Regions from separate parts of the Mus musculus genome. Here region 1 is linked to region 2. Evidence: chromatin contacts called from public HiChIP or PLAC-seq data. All regions are on one chromosome and are shown on one strand. Each heading gives the region's core, a stretch centred on a gene start, on an enhancer-like site or on the middle of the called end of the contact. The rest is flanking DNA. Distances are from core to core; before and after follow the strand shown.

What was found. HiChIP or PLAC-seq counts read pairs in DNA pulled down with a chosen protein or histone mark.
Region 1: an HNF4G HiChIP or PLAC-seq map of pancreatic cancer cells shows a contact between it and region 2. The contact joins the enhancer-like site here to the promoter of Fbxo42 in region 2. A contact is called at or near these places in 7 of 39 promoter capture datasets (the C10 cell line, the HPC-7 cell line, cranial neural crest and 4 more), 1 of 15 datasets of contacts at CTCF or cohesin (the NIH/3T3 cell line), 13 of 484 Hi-C or Micro-C datasets (MC3T3-E1-derived osteoblasts, the P5424 cell line, cochlea and 7 more), 12 of 115 datasets of contacts at active chromatin or transcription factors (craniofacial prominence, embryonic basal ganglia, embryonic forebrain and 5 more) and 1 of 9 other capture datasets (adipose tissue).

Annotation. Positions count from the first base shown.
Region 1 is chr4:141,345,409-141,349,091 of GRCm38.p6, reverse strand. No RefSeq gene overlaps it. Among named protein-coding and RNA genes, the nearest start is that of Fam131c, 21 kb to the left of the region's middle. Within about 2 kb of position 1,626, at least 24 of the 459 cell types and tissues checked have an H3K27ac peak or open chromatin away from gene starts, as enhancers often do. A contact at or near this core is called in liver and pancreatic cancer cells, where this site is marked.
Region 2 is chr4:141,145,953-141,149,625 of GRCm38.p6, reverse strand. Fbxo42 (F-box protein 42) reads right to left here and starts at 1,704. Exons shown (of 10, transcript NM_172518.3): 1 at 1,447-1,704.

The DNA.
Region 1 (3,683 bases), core at 377-2,876, 200 kb before region 2:
CCCCCGAAGCAGCCCGCCCTCACAAGCCAAGGTCGTCTAAGTCCTGTCAAAGGGGGCTCAGATGCCCCGAGTTTTCCAGGTGTGCGTTCCCTGAGTTCCAAGCAACAGTGGAACCTGCAAGGCGCGGACCTGGTCCTTACGACCAAACAAGGCCTGTTCTGTTGGGTCCCATTTCGTTGATGTTTTTGGAGCTGGGAGCCAGGGAAGTGTCAACCTCCAGTGAAGCATGACGGGGCCTGGGAGGGACCTTAATCTCCATGGCTGCCAGGAGGCCCATTTCCAGGATCTGAGACAAGAGAGCCGTTCCTACAGCACCTGCCAGTCCCTGGCCACCAAAGACTAAACATGAGATGTGACACTCCTGCCAGTCCCCCACTCCACCCCCCGGGTTCCTATGGCAGACGTCTGCGAGCATTGAGAAGCTGAGGAAAGAACCGAACAGAAGGTTCAGAGTCTGGAGATCTGGCTCTGTTTTGCCTCTGCCTCTTTTGTCTTACAATCTGCACCTTAGTTTTTCCATCCGCACAATGGGCAGGATGCAGTTAAGTGAGATAAATGATTGCTAGCTGGCTCCCCATCTGGCTCTGCCTCTCGAGTCCTGGAGTAGACAGGTGGAAGTCTGGCCTCCCCTTCTTGACAATGCCCCTGAGAAGTTAGCCCAAGATGACTCTGGGCTGGACTGAAGAGCAGACGAAGGTTCAGGTGGGTCTCATAGGTCTTCACTCACCAGACTCCTGACTGGGGAAGCAGTATGGCGGAGATCTTTGCTGAGAGATCAGGGTTCAGGGCTATGTCCTTCCTCCGTGTCCCTCCTTGTTCCCAGCTCGGGGCCCATGTCCAAGGCAAACAGGACGGAGTGGAGGTGCCACAGGAAAGCCAGGCAGAGCCTCAGGGCTCGTCGTCTTTGTTGCAGGATGAGGACGCTCTGGCGGGGGAGGTGGAGGAAGAAACCTTTCTATAAGTTCTTTCAGCTCTAAATCCTGCAGGGGGATGTGGTGTCCTCCGCTGTGCCCTGGGCCAGAGGGAAGGAAGGAGTCTAGCTACGGGACCCAGGTGTGAGCCAAAGACTGTGACCTTTCCAGAAAGGAAGGCCCCAGTGTAGAGATCAAGGGAGCTAGATTTCCTTGGAGCCCAGGTCCTCCACCCACTCCGGTCTAGAAGAAGAAAGTGGGATTCCTAAAGCTTGACAGAGTACAGACCCTCTCCTGTGCCTTCCCCAACCCGAGCCACCTTCTCTCCGCCATTCATTGACAAATGCTGGTCCCTTTGCCTGGACCACCTCCTCCCTCCTCCAGCCCTGTTTTGCCTGATGCCTGTTCCTCATTCTTGCAACCTCAGCTTTAATTTGCTTCCTCCAGGAAGCTTTCCCTGTTAGGCTCCTGGTTGCTAGGTTTCTCAACCCTGACCATGATGGCTTATAGCTTCCGGTCTGTTATCTTCCTGGTATGTGTGTGGGGTCAGGGGCAGCCTGTGTCATTCACCACTGAATTCCCGTGCGGAGCCTGGTTTACACGTGGCACCAAGTGAGTGCCTGGCACTGAGCGAGACAGCAGACTGTAGAGCAGAGGGCTCCCCAGGGGCCTTCAGTTGGAATGGCTTGTCCTTGACATAGTCACGTGTAGGGCTTAGAGACTAAGGAGCCAGAAGTGGTTACATAGAGGCCACGTGGGGGCTGAGGTGTAAGCTGGGCAAAGGTAAGGACAGACTAGTGTGAGGTAATCGTTTCAAATGGGGCTTTCCAGTAACAGAACTGTCTCGGGGCCCCACATCTCTGCTGAGGAAAACCTAAATCCCAGTTTGTTTGTTTGTTTGTTTGTTTGTTTGTTTGTTTGTTTTTAATTTACTTATTTTATTTTACATAAGTGAAAATTTTGTCTCTAGGTATATATGTGTACCACATGCATGCCCTGTCCCCCCAGAGGCCAGAAGAAGGTATGAGACCCCCTAGAATTGAAGCTAATGGATGGTTATGAACCACCAAGTAGATGCTGGCAACTGAACCCAGGTCCTCGGAAAGAACAACACAAGCTCCAAACCTCCGAGCCAGCTCTCCAGTCGGCCCAAGACTCACGGTTTTAAAACACTGTTCATGCGTTGCCTGCATCGATATCTGTGTACCACGTGTGTCTGGTGTCCTCAGAGGCCAGAAGAGGGCATCAGGTCCCCTGGGCTTGGAGTTACAGATGGTTGGGAGCTCCTACGTGGGTGCCGGGACCTGAACTTTGAGTTCTCTCTCTGCAAGAGCAGCAAGTGCTTTGAACCTCCGAGCCAGCTCTCCAGCCCTGGTTAGCAAGCCCTTAAGAAAATTGTCTATGTGTGTGTGTGTCTCTGTGTGTTTGTGTGTGCATTTGTGTATGTGTGTTGTGTGTGTGTGTGTGTCTCTGTGTGAATTTGAATGTGTGTGTGTTTGTGTATGTGTGTTTGAGTGTGTGTCTGTGTGTGTGTTTGTATGTGTGTGTGTTAGTGTGTATGTGTCTGTGTGTGTTTGAGTGTGTGTGTGTGTTTGAGTGTGTGTGTGTGTGTGTGTGTGTGTGTGTGTGTGTTGGGGGGTAGGTTTCAACAGATTGTACTGAAGCAACTGGATATAATTCACACACACAACCGCGAAGTTCCTTCTCTACTGCACACCCGCATGGCATTCACCATTCACACACAAGGAGAACGGGGGCCCTCAGGGCTACAATTACTGCCCTATAACACAGGCAGGTGAGAACAGGGTGTCACTGCTCCGTCCCATACTCCCAGCACTTGGGAGGTGGAGGCAGGAGGGCTGGAAACACAAGATCACCAACATCATTCTCAACTACAGGAAAATTTAACTCCAAGCCGGGTTTGGTGGGACAGGTTGTTAATCCCATCACCCAGGAGGCAGAGGCAGGCAGATCTCTGTGAATTTGAGGCCAGCCTGGTCTACAGAGTGAGTCCAGGAAACCCAGAGCTGCTAAGAGAGAAACCCTGTTTTGAAAAGCTCAAAGGGGGGTCTGGTGAGATGGCTCAGTGGGTAAGAGCACCCGACTGCTCTTCTGAAGGTCCGAAGTTCAAATCCCAGCAACCACATGGTGGCTCACAACCATCTGTAATGAGATCTGATGCCCTCTTCTGGTGCATCTGAAGACAGCTACAGTGTACTTACATATAATAAATGAATAAATAAATAAATAAATAAATAAATAAATCTTTAAAAAAAAAGAAAAGAAAAGCTCAAAGGGGAAAAAAATATCTCCAAACTACAGTGACATCAAAAGAAGGTATACGAGCCCCTCTCCCCACCACCACTGGCACATCGGGCAAGAAGGCAGTTGAATGCACACCAGGGAGAGGTCCCCCACAAAGCTAGCTCCAATTCCACCTCAGCTTGGACTTATAGCTTTTCAAATCTGAGGAGATTTATAAAATACATGTTTGTTTATTTATTGTGTACTTGTGGAAGCTGGATGACACCTTTGGGAAATTCTGTCCTTCCTCTGTGTGAGTCCTGCGATCAAACTCAGCCCATTAGACTTGTCATTAAGCGTATTTACCCAAAGAGCCATCTCGCAGTCCCAAGTGTGAGAAATCTGCTTCTGTCATCTGAGTCACCCAATCTGTGGTATTCTTTTGTTATTGTAGACTGAGTGAAGACAATGTCATTAGTCACTAGGGATTGTAAACCACAGCGAAATTCCATTTCACACCCACTAAAA
Region 2 (3,673 bases), core at 455-2,954:
CTAATATTAAATGAACTAATTGCCATCTTAACTTAATACTTGTCACTAAGGGGAAGTGCATACATAAAGCTCTCACGGTTCAATGTAGAATGAATGCTATAGTAAATTGGGCTTATTTCTTAAGCAAACAGCTACGGGATATAAACTGATTATCATGCAACAGAAAGGACACCCGACCAGACTAGACAATTGAATACTCTCTGTCAGAAATATGACACAAGGGGCATCCCTGTCCAGCTTAAGAGCTACAGACTGAATTCTAAGTGATGGTATCTCTTCGCCAATTTATCCTTGTCCCTTTAAATCCATGATGTCATCATTCTTAAACACAAGCAAAACCCGATGTGTTACAAAAGACGTTTGGTGTGTCCAAGCAAAAGAGATGGCCCCGACAATTCACAACAGCACAAATCCATGTGAAGCCATTCTTGCTCCATGAAAAGGCCACCCGGCATCAAACATCTTCTCTACCCTAAAGAAATGAAACTAAAGACTCTCAATTACTACCACTTAAACAACAACAAAAAAGTTCCGAGAAAAATAAATAAATAACAAAAATAATCGAGTGTTGCCTCCGGCAAGTGAAACCCAGTAATGTGTCTGTCTGGTTCTGTATCTTAGATCCATCGGAACGCTGCCACTGTAAAGTCCAAACGCTTTGGCAACTGAGAAACGAAACATGGCTTTTCCTACTAAAACTCCGAGGATCCAACAGACAAAGCAACCGGCTTATTCCAAAGGTTTCCAACCAACTCCAGCATCTCAAGTTTTCTCAGCTGAAGCTACCAGGCTCTCTCACCTAATTGTGGTTTTCTTGATTTACAAACTCGTTGCCACCCTCCACGGACAATTCTCACCGGGGCAAGCCTTCTTCAGTCACAACGTGGACTGCTGTCTCCAGCCAGGAGAGCTGCAGTTCCCACTAAGAGAACACTCAGACGGCTAGGGGTCAGGGAAGGAACTGCTTGTGTTTTATTTCGTCAGCCGATTCCCCAAAAAAATCATCTCTTGGGCAGCTGCAGCTTCTGAGACGCCCGCCGGCCCCCTCGCCGCAGCCCCAATTCAGGAGGGCAGCAAGCGGGCTCCCGCTCTTCACCGAGGACTTCAGGGTTTCAGGGGGCGGGGTGAGGCTCCATGACACCCCGAAAGCCATTCTCCACCCCCTGACCGCGCATCCTTTCCCGGCCTGGAGGAGGACCCGGACCACCCTGCTGAGGAGAGGGCACAGGTCTGCGCCCATCCCGAGAGCTGGCTGCAAAGGGGCGCACGTCCCCACCTTAGCCTGGGAAGCCGAGGATGACGACAGCAAGACCCCAGGCCCGCCAAGACCCACGCCCGCGCAGGACACGGGGCCCGCGCCGGACTCGGGGTGCCCCGGGGTCCCCGGGCATGAAGCGCAAGAGGCGTCGGCGCCTGGCCGCGGCCCCGCACCGGGAGAGGCCTCACCTGGCCCAGACCGCTCCGCGCTCTCGGTTTCGCGTCTCCGGCGACGGTGGCGAAGGAGCCAGGGCCGGGGCCAGAGCACAGCCGCTCTGCCTCAGGCCGGTGCTTGCTGTGCTCGGGGGATCTTCACCGCTGGCGGAACCCGGGGTCGCCCGGAGCCGCCATCTTCCTCCACTCAAACGCCGCCGCGGCTACCACCGCCGCCGCCGCCGTCCCTGATGCCACCGCCGCTGCTGCTCAGACCGGGAGACGACAGCGCGCAGTGCGCATGCGCTGAGGCGGGGCGCGGAGGAAGCGCGCGCGCGCGCACACACGTCAGCGTGACCGGCCTTCCGCGCGGCGGCCGCTGGGCGGCGCCATATTGAGAAGGGCCGAGGGCGCGGAGCTTTCTAGGACTCTTATCAGGATCGGCGCGGCTGAGCGCTGGTATCTGAGCTGTTTTTCCGATTGTTTGATAGTGCAGACTTAGATTAAGGCACTTGTGCCCCCAGGTACCCACGGGTTGAGCGTAGAGAAAGGGCAATGGGGAACGGAAGTGCCTTTTAGATATCCCCAGGGAGAGGAAGCTCCCGGCGTTGGAGCCTCTGGAAACTGTAGCAGCAGCTATGTTGCTACCAACTTTAAAAAAAAAAAAAAAAAAGAGGAAACCCAGTCTCAAAACTCCCGGTGTAGAGCGGAGCCTGGGAGGAAACAAGCCTGTGTGTTTCTCTGTGCTTCCCAGTGTGGCCATCACCGAGGAGTGGGGTCCCGCTCCCACAAAAGAGTCTCACTTCAAGAAAGCTGTGTGTAGGTGAGAACCTTCTAGAACCCATCCCTGCAGATGTGGTTTAAGGAAATGCCAGACATAGAGAGCTCAAGCTCTTGTGCAATTGGAGCATTCTGAGACATCAAGCGAATAGCCCTGGGATAAAGTAGACCTAGGCTTGTATAGCCCGTGAGACGTGGTACTAGGTCAAAAGTACCACGAGGCTTGGTGACACTCCTTTAAGTCCAGTTATGCAGGAGGTTTAAGGGCGAGAATTGCTTGATCCAGGAGTTTGAATCTACTTTGAGGAACCTCAATCTAAAAAAAACATTTATGTTCCTCATATAAACATTAGAAAAAACTCTGGCACGCAGTAAGTGAGAAACTAAGAAATTCCATTGCCCTGGCATGGTGGTTGACTATTAATCCCAGCACTTGGGAAGCAGAGGTAAGTAGATTTCTGAGTTCAAGGCCAGCATGGTCTACATAATGAGACCCTGTCTCAAAGAAAAAGAGAAAGAAGTCTTGGCTTGCAAAATGGCTCAGCAGGTAAGGGTGCTTCCCCCAAGCTTGAAGACCCGAGTTCAATGCCTAGAACCTACATGATGGAGGGAGAAAACCAATGCCAACTCCCACAGTTTCCACCCTGATCTTCATTCTCAAACAATGACACTTGTGAACATACATACAGTAAATATTGCGTGTGCCTGAGCATATCTTGTGCACCACGTGTGTGGGTGCCCTTAGAGGCTAGTAGAGGGTGTCAGATCCCCTGGAACTGGAATTATAGGCAGTTGTGACCCTACCACCGCCATGTGGGTGCTAGGGATTGAACCTGGGTGGTCCTGCAAGAGCAGTACATGTCTTGACCGTCTCTCCAGCCCTGTAATCTAAGTTATAACATGTTCTAAGAACTCACGCTAGGTTGAGATAGCCCAGCAATAAGAATCTGTTTACCGTCAGGCATGGTGGTGCATGCCTTTAATCCCAGCACTTGGGAGGCAGAGGCAGGTGGATTTCTGAGTACGAGGCCAGCCTGGTCTACAGAGTGAGTTCCAGGACAGCCAGGGCTACACAGAGAAACCCTGTCTAGAAAAACAAAAAAAAAGAGAATCTGCTTACCCCTCTCTAGAAGACCTACATTCATGTGCCAGCACCTACAAGCTACTCACAACTGTCTAATACCAGCTCCAGGGGGTCTGACACCCTATTTGACCTCTTTGGGCACCCACCCACACAGCACACACACACTCAAGCATAGATAAAAACAAAATCTAAATATATATATGTATATATATTAAAACAAGGCTGCTACTGGCCTATGGTGGCACACACCTTTAATGACAGCACTCAGAAGGCAGAGACAGGTGAATCTCTGGGTTTGAGGCCAGCCAGGTGTACAGAGTAAGTTCCAGGACAACCAGAGCTCTTCCACAAAGAAGCGCTGACTTGGGGTACAGGTGGGGAGAATTGCTAGGTCATGTT